2 separate regions of the Mus musculus genome follow, and region 2 is linked to region 1. Evidence: chromatin contacts called from public Hi-C data. All regions are on one chromosome and are shown on one strand. Each heading gives the region's core, a stretch centred on a gene start, on an enhancer-like site or on the middle of the called end of the contact. The rest is flanking DNA. Distances are from core to core; before and after follow the strand shown.

Region 1 (3,343 bases), core at 358-2,857:
TCACGTGAACCCACACACTTCTGTGACATCACATGCAGATGAAAATGGCCTTATGCTTTGGGTGGTGGAGCAGCTCTTTAGGCTGGGACTGGTGATGCCATTGTCACTCCTGCGCAGGCTGGATACATATACTCCACTGTGCATGGAGCATCCTGCCTGACCCTCGCCCTTCGGGAGTCCTGAGTTGCAGAGGGATGACCAATTTGAGAGCAGACAATTGGCATGCAGTGAAATGGGAACTCTGAGGTGACTGAGTAAGCACTGCCATTGCTAACTCTCCCATGCCCTTAAGCCACTGTGGCACTATACTTTGAGCCCAGGAGGCATAGGTCCACCATCCAGGAGGTTCATGAAAGGGCTCCCTTCTCCAGAATCTCATGCTGGCACATGGTCAAGGTCGTCCTCAGCCCGTATACCTGAGCCATCAGTAATGCTGCCAGCTCTGACTTCAGAATCAACAGCACTTTCTGTTGCCACATTCTTCATCTCTGGTCCACTGTGCCTTCTCCTGAGCCCATTCTGTAATCCACCCTTGTTTGTTATGTCACCATCCCTGCATAATGTGCTTATGGCAGACTGCCCTAAAGCCACTTCATTGACCAGTACCCTTCTCCCTTGCACATGTTCATTAAGGCTCAGGCTCTCAGCCCCTCTCCCAAAACCCTACTTCTATCTTCCATCTTCCGCTGTACCTCCATCTCCTCAGAGCAGATCTCCGATCACTCCTCCAGAATTGTCCTTTATCCCATGTCACTGGATCATATACCCATGTTGTGTCTTCCTGCCTAGAATTATCTTATTCTTCTACTTGGCTGTGATAAACTATCAGATAAGAAATGCACTGTGCTCAGGGATCCCCACAGGATAAAGATTCCATGGGAAGGAAGTAATTGAACTTGATCTTGAAACAGAAGTGTGATCTGCCAGGTTGGACAGAGGGGCTTTTCAGGTAGGGAATAGATTTAATGAAGGTACAGAGGCTAATGGGCATGTTACCATGTGAACATGACTTTTGAGCCATGTGTCTGTATTGCAACCTAGACACCAGTGCCACTCAGGGTGGCACTTGAATTTGTCCTGTGGACAGGAAAAGTCACCACATAGGCAACGATATACAAATGCTCTGGATTTACTCAGTGGGTTCAGGTATGGTTTGGTTGTGGAAAAGGGGTATTTTTTAAGAGACTGGGGTAACTGGGAGCCAAGCCTGGTGAGGTAGGGAGAGTGTGCCAATACCAGAAGCTACAGCTTGGATTGAGAACTAAGGAAGGGCCTGAACAATGAGGATTTTCTAACTCCATTTGAGCAACCACTTGGTGTTCTCATATGTGCTGGGTGTGGACCACTGTGTGAGATTAGCAACACCGGGGAAACAGCTGGGGGACCCACAGATCAACTGTTCCGGGAAGCACATACAGTTTCTATTGATAGTTTCCTGCTGCCTCTACTGGCTCAAGCTGGACAGAGCCAAAAGCCCTGCATAATGAGGGTCAGATGTCCCTTGTAATTCCACAGCCATATTGCTTTAAAAAAAAAAAAGACATCCAGATGTCAGTGCTATTTTGGACTAGTGTTCTGTGGAGCAGTTGGTAATGACCTCACGAGGGTGTGACTTTCGAGACCAAATGGCACAGCTGTTAGGAGCGAAGCTAGCTCTGCTCTCCCAGCCCTGTGTATCCCATGGACCTCAAATTCACAGCAAAAGCAGCATCCCCTGATCATAAGCCATTCTCTGCCTCTGCTAGGGTTCAGCACCATAGCCTCAGGCCCTCCTCAACCCTGGCTGCTTGGTGCACACAGAACTCCGGTGATCCATCTAGACTCAGGAGAAATCTCCTTGGACAGGGCCCCTATGTGCAAACAGGGACCTATGTTTCTTGCCTCCACCTTGCTTGGGTTGCAGGGAGGGCTTTCTTCACTCTGTGCCTGGGTTTCTGTATCCTAATGAACAGCACAGCATTGGCTGGATGGCAGGGCTGGAATCAGATGTGATGGTGTGTACTGTGGCTTTCAGCATTTTGCTAGGCATCGTGTGAATGCAGCAGATGTCCAAGCATAGGATGCTCCCTTGAGAGCTGGTTGAGAACAGCCTCATGGGTTCCTCCAGTCTAAACCCCAGGCCACTGGGGCTCAACAGCTTCCTGCTGCTAGTCCTGCAGCTTTTACTTGAATATCTCCAATCATGGGGAGACCAATCCTTCCAATGGTCTTTATTTCAGCATCTCCCACAGTGTGAGCATAAAATACACTGTGAAGCTTTGCAAACTTTATGGAGAAAGTATAGACTATGCCATTAGTAAGCTTATTATGCATATATCAATACATTTTATATTTGTGCTAGAATATTTCCTATTAGGTTTGTTTTTCAAGTTGTCTGAATAATATAAATATATATATACAGACATATATATACAGTATATATATGTATATATATATATATTTAACCATATATATATGTGTGTGTGTGTGTGTGTGTGTGTGTGTGTGTGTGTGTGTGTGATTTTTTTCAAGACAGGGTTTCTCTGTGTAGTCCTGGCTGTCCTGGAACTCACTCTGTAGCCCTGGCTAACCTCGAACTCAGAAATCCGCCTGCCTCTGCCTCCCAAGTGCTGGGATTAAAGGTGTGCGCCACCACTGTCCGGCTGTCTGAATAATATTGTGGGCTTCTCTTTGGGGAGGCTGTGTGCCCACATATGTGGTCACATATGTGCATGCGTGTAAAGACCAGAAGTCAAAGTATCATTTCCCTGGAGCTATCCTCCTTATTTTTTAAACAAGGTATCCCTCTAGGACTGGGCTTACCAGATTAGGCTAGTCTGGCTAGCCAGCAAGCCCCAGAGATCTGCCTGACCCTCCCTCCCTAGTGCTTGGGTTACAGTGAATGCTGCTACACTTGGCTTTTTTCGCAGCTTCTGTGCACCAAACCTGGGTCCTCCTGCTTGTGCAGGAAGCACTTTACTGACTGAGCCATCTCTCCAGCCTTCTGAAATCATATTTAATAGGTGTTGCATTAAGTAAAGCATATTATGAAAATCAATTTTGCTTCTTATGTTTTACTTTTAGGAAGTGGCTACTAGTAAAATCCAAGCTACTTTTGTGGTTCCCACTCTGCTATTCATAAACAGAGCTGCTTTAGACATAGCTGTAGTGCATTCAGGCACTATGTCTCCCTAGGGTCCTTTTGGCTGAGACCTCTTGTTTTTGATGACCTTGAGGGTTTCCAGAAATCATTCAAATCATTTACAGACAGTCCCTTAAGTTAGGATTCTTCTGAGCATTTTCACCAATGACCAGAATGGAATTGTGTGGTTTGAGAGGGGAAGACAGACGTAGCACACCATCT
Region 2 (3,343 bases), core at 452-2,951, 67 kb before region 1:
AATCCTTACATAGGTATACGCATAGGCACATATAGTCTATCCTATTATCCATAGAGTCCATACCTACAAATTTGTCCAACAGCTATAATACAGATGGATGGAATGGTGGAATTTTTTTCTACTTTCCTCTTGCTCATGTTGTCAGCTGAGGTCAAATAAGGCAACATTCTGCCTTCTCGCTGCAGCATGTTATAAACACATGTCGTTTCTGTGGTCTATCTAATGTCTCATTTGCCCCACATTTGTGAGTGATTTTTGCTATTTAACATGGCCCTCAAGCATTGTGCTAAAATGCCCATGTGTCATTTCCAGGTACAAAGTAATATGCGATGTATGGGAAAAGTATACATGCCAGACGTGCGGGATAGCTCTGTTGGCCTGCATCTCAATGCTAATGACTAGCATTGTCAGTCAAGAGGCCAACTTTTTATATTTATTTATATTTTAAGGATTGATGTCATAAGACACTCATGACCAAAGCTTACAGGAATGTGGCTGGCAATTCCCCAAGGAACAGTGATCCAGGATTTGCCAAGCCAGTTTCTGTGATGACTTTACAGAGCCATATTTACCTTAACTTCCTCACAGGATGAGTGCTGACTACACAAACCAACGAAGGAGCAAGTTTTCCATATCTGAGAGCACTTGGTTGAAACCATGTAGCATGGTCATCAATGTTTAGTGTGTTCTCACACAGGCTGCTGTGCCACATTGGCAGGTAAATGTGAGAGTTGGTCTAAAGTAATGGTGCTGTCCAGGAGAAGGAGGAAGCTGTGAGCTGGCCACAGAGCTGGAGACAGTGTTTCTAATGGAGAAACTTAGTACCTCAGAGGGCACGTGGGGACGTCCAGTTTCCATTGGGCTGCTTGTTACAGTGTGGTTGGAAGGTAGGAACATTCCTACCAGAACCTGGTGGTTAAAGGTGGGGAGTGTGACTTAGCATCCTACAGTGTACAGGACCCATGACCTAGGTAACGCTAGAATTGAGACTCCCTGGTTAAGATGGAAGCAGCTTCTAGAAAGGTCTGTCTGCTAGCCATCTGGGGTCACAGCCCAGGGTGCCTGTAGACAAGCCAACGGACAAGGGAATGTTATGACAGCCATGAATAACTGTTTTTACTGTGGGTTCCGGGTACATTTCCTGTGCTGGAAAATTCCACAGTATGTCTAGAAACATCAGCAAAGGTGTTTCCTCTGGCCTGTCATCACTCCGAGCTCCAGGCTGACTTTTTATTGTAAACTTTCTCTATGAAACCAGATGCGTTCTGTCTAGGAGTTAAGTCCTCACAGGATAGCAGGCATAGATAGGTAGCAACGAGTGTCAGCATCCCTGAGCCTGAGAGGTCAGGCTGGGAGCCCAGAGCTTTTGAAGACTCAAGTCAAGAGATAGCTCTCATGGTTCAGTGTGAGTGTGGGGCTTCTGCAGGCTTCCCTGATCCTGGCCCTGGTTCTGGCTCTCAGCTTGGAGCCTGAATTTCTGCCCTTGCTTCTCTCTCTCCTTGTTGTGCAATCTCAGACAATTCCCTTCGTTTCTGTTTTGCGCTGTTACATTTGAGAAGGGAGTAAGTCTTTCTGCATCCTAGATGATTTATCAGATTAAATGATCTCATGCAAACAGTGCCTGGAAAGGAACCTGGACCGCAGTAGATACAGTCTTAGCTGGGGCTGGCTTCCGTTCCCATTTAAGGAAGTCAGTGGAAAAGAACGTAGGAGAGAGGGCCCTGGTCTGGAGTCGAGATTATGAACTGGCAGCCAGCTAGGCTGCAGTTGACTGGCAGGTGTGCATGCTTTTAAATTTGTGCTCCAATGCCTTTGCAAGCATGGTCCATAGCCCATTTTCTACACCACCACTCTATCAAAAGCCAGTTCTGCCTTACACATGCAGTATCCTCTGCTCTTGGCTCCCTGAACAGAAGGGCAGAGGACACAGGAAGTTGTGGTAAACAGAGAGAGGAGAAAGGGATGCTATTTCAGGATTAGCCTCACAGTGAGCCAGCTGTCGCCACACAAACTTGGGTGTGCCTGCTGTTCATTAAAGCGCTTGGGACTTCTCAAGGGCTGGACCCAGCCTAGGAGTTCGGTGGCCATCAGCTTCCATTTCATAAGTCTTAGTAGCAACAAGGACCCTTTCTGGGAACCTTGAGGATGTGTTTGTAGGCTTCTGAGATCCAGCACTCTTCTCAGCATCTGTGGCTGCATCTCAAAGGAGCCACATGGCTTCCCATTCCTTCACCCATTGCTTGCTTTTTCTCCCTCAACATCAGCTTGCACCCCATACCTCTAAGCCTGGGCATTCCCGAAAAGACAGGAGTGTAAAATCAATGCATTACACTCACCCTTTCATTCCTACCAATTTCCGGTTATTATGTTCTGAAGGTGTAGAGTCTGTGCTTCTGCACAGGCTGAGTAATTTATTACATAATCATTTTTCCATGAGTATTTCTTCCTAGCTTTTTCATTTCTCTATTGATTTTTAAACTGCAATCAACACGGCCATTTGTGTTTAGATTCTTTATTACATTTATTTAGTGTGCGTGTGTATGAGTGTGTAAGTGCTTGCGTATGTGCACGCACAAGCATATTTACATATATGTGTACCACGATGTAAGTGTGGAAGTTAGAGGACAACCCTCATGAGTCAGTCCTATCCTTCTACGCTGTAGGTCTCAGAATTGAACTCAAGCTGTCAAACTTGGCAGCGAGTCCCTGCACTCACTGAGTCATCTCACCAGCCCTTTGTTCAATTCTTAACTCCAATAATGGCATCTCCTTCTGCATCTTCTAGCATACTGGGATTTGCCCATGGTAGGCTTCTTGATTTAGAGAGTGGGCATATGGCTTTGAATAGTGTCCCAGTTAACACATTTGACGGGTACATTTTCTGGGTTTAGAGTCTGAGGTTTTGATGTTTCTTCATATCTCAGTAATCAGTTTCCCCTGGAGAAAACATGTTTGCCCTGGCTCATTCCTTCCTTTAATTATGCAACTGTTGTCTCTTGGCTTAGACGAAGCAGTGGCCTCAGGCCAGCCTAGCCTAGGCTTCCCTGAGGGGAGTTGACTTGTCCCTTGGCCCACTGCTCTGACCCCAAGCATATCCAGGTGTGTGTGCCCACCATTTGTTGTTTGTCCATCTTTGAAGGAAGTTGCTGCTCTGCCTGCTTCAGACCTGGCTTTGCAGAGGCTCCTTCCTATTTGCCAGTATCCTACGCTCTTCTCCTGCTCTGCCACGGTAGAATGGGCCAATCAGAAACTCTCTTACCTCTGCCCCCTCTCTCCCTTCACTTTTGCAGTTTGATTAATTGAAAGGCCCTCTGTTTCTATGCTCCTGTGACTTGCAATGTCC

What was found. Hi-C and Micro-C count contacts between places; a contact is called where the count stands out from the background.
Region 2: a Hi-C map of myocytes shows a contact between it and region 1, with 1.6 times the contacts expected there. The contact joins two enhancer-like sites. A contact is called at or near these places in 5 of 484 Hi-C or Micro-C datasets (the HL-1 cell line, adipose-derived mesenchymal stem cells, cardiomyocytes and 2 more) and 1 of 115 datasets of contacts at active chromatin or transcription factors (heart atrium).

What each region holds. Positions count from the first base shown.
Region 1 is chr7:74,389,820-74,393,162 of GRCm38.p6, reverse strand. All of the region lies in intron 2 of Slco3a1 (solute carrier organic anion transporter family, member 3a1), which reads left to right. Among named protein-coding and RNA genes, the nearest start is that of Slco3a1, 160 kb to the left of the region's middle. Within about 2 kb of position 1,607, at least 23 of the 459 cell types and tissues checked have an H3K27ac peak or open chromatin away from gene starts, as enhancers often do. A contact at or near this core is called in heart atrium and myocytes, where this site is marked.
Region 2 is chr7:74,457,204-74,460,546 of GRCm38.p6, reverse strand. The region is part of intron 2 of Slco3a1 (solute carrier organic anion transporter family, member 3a1); the gene reads left to right. Among named protein-coding and RNA genes, the nearest start is that of Slco3a1, 96 kb to the left of the region's middle. Within about 2 kb of position 1,701, at least 88 of the 459 cell types and tissues checked have an H3K27ac peak or open chromatin away from gene starts, as enhancers often do. A contact at or near this core is called in heart atrium and myocytes, where this site is marked.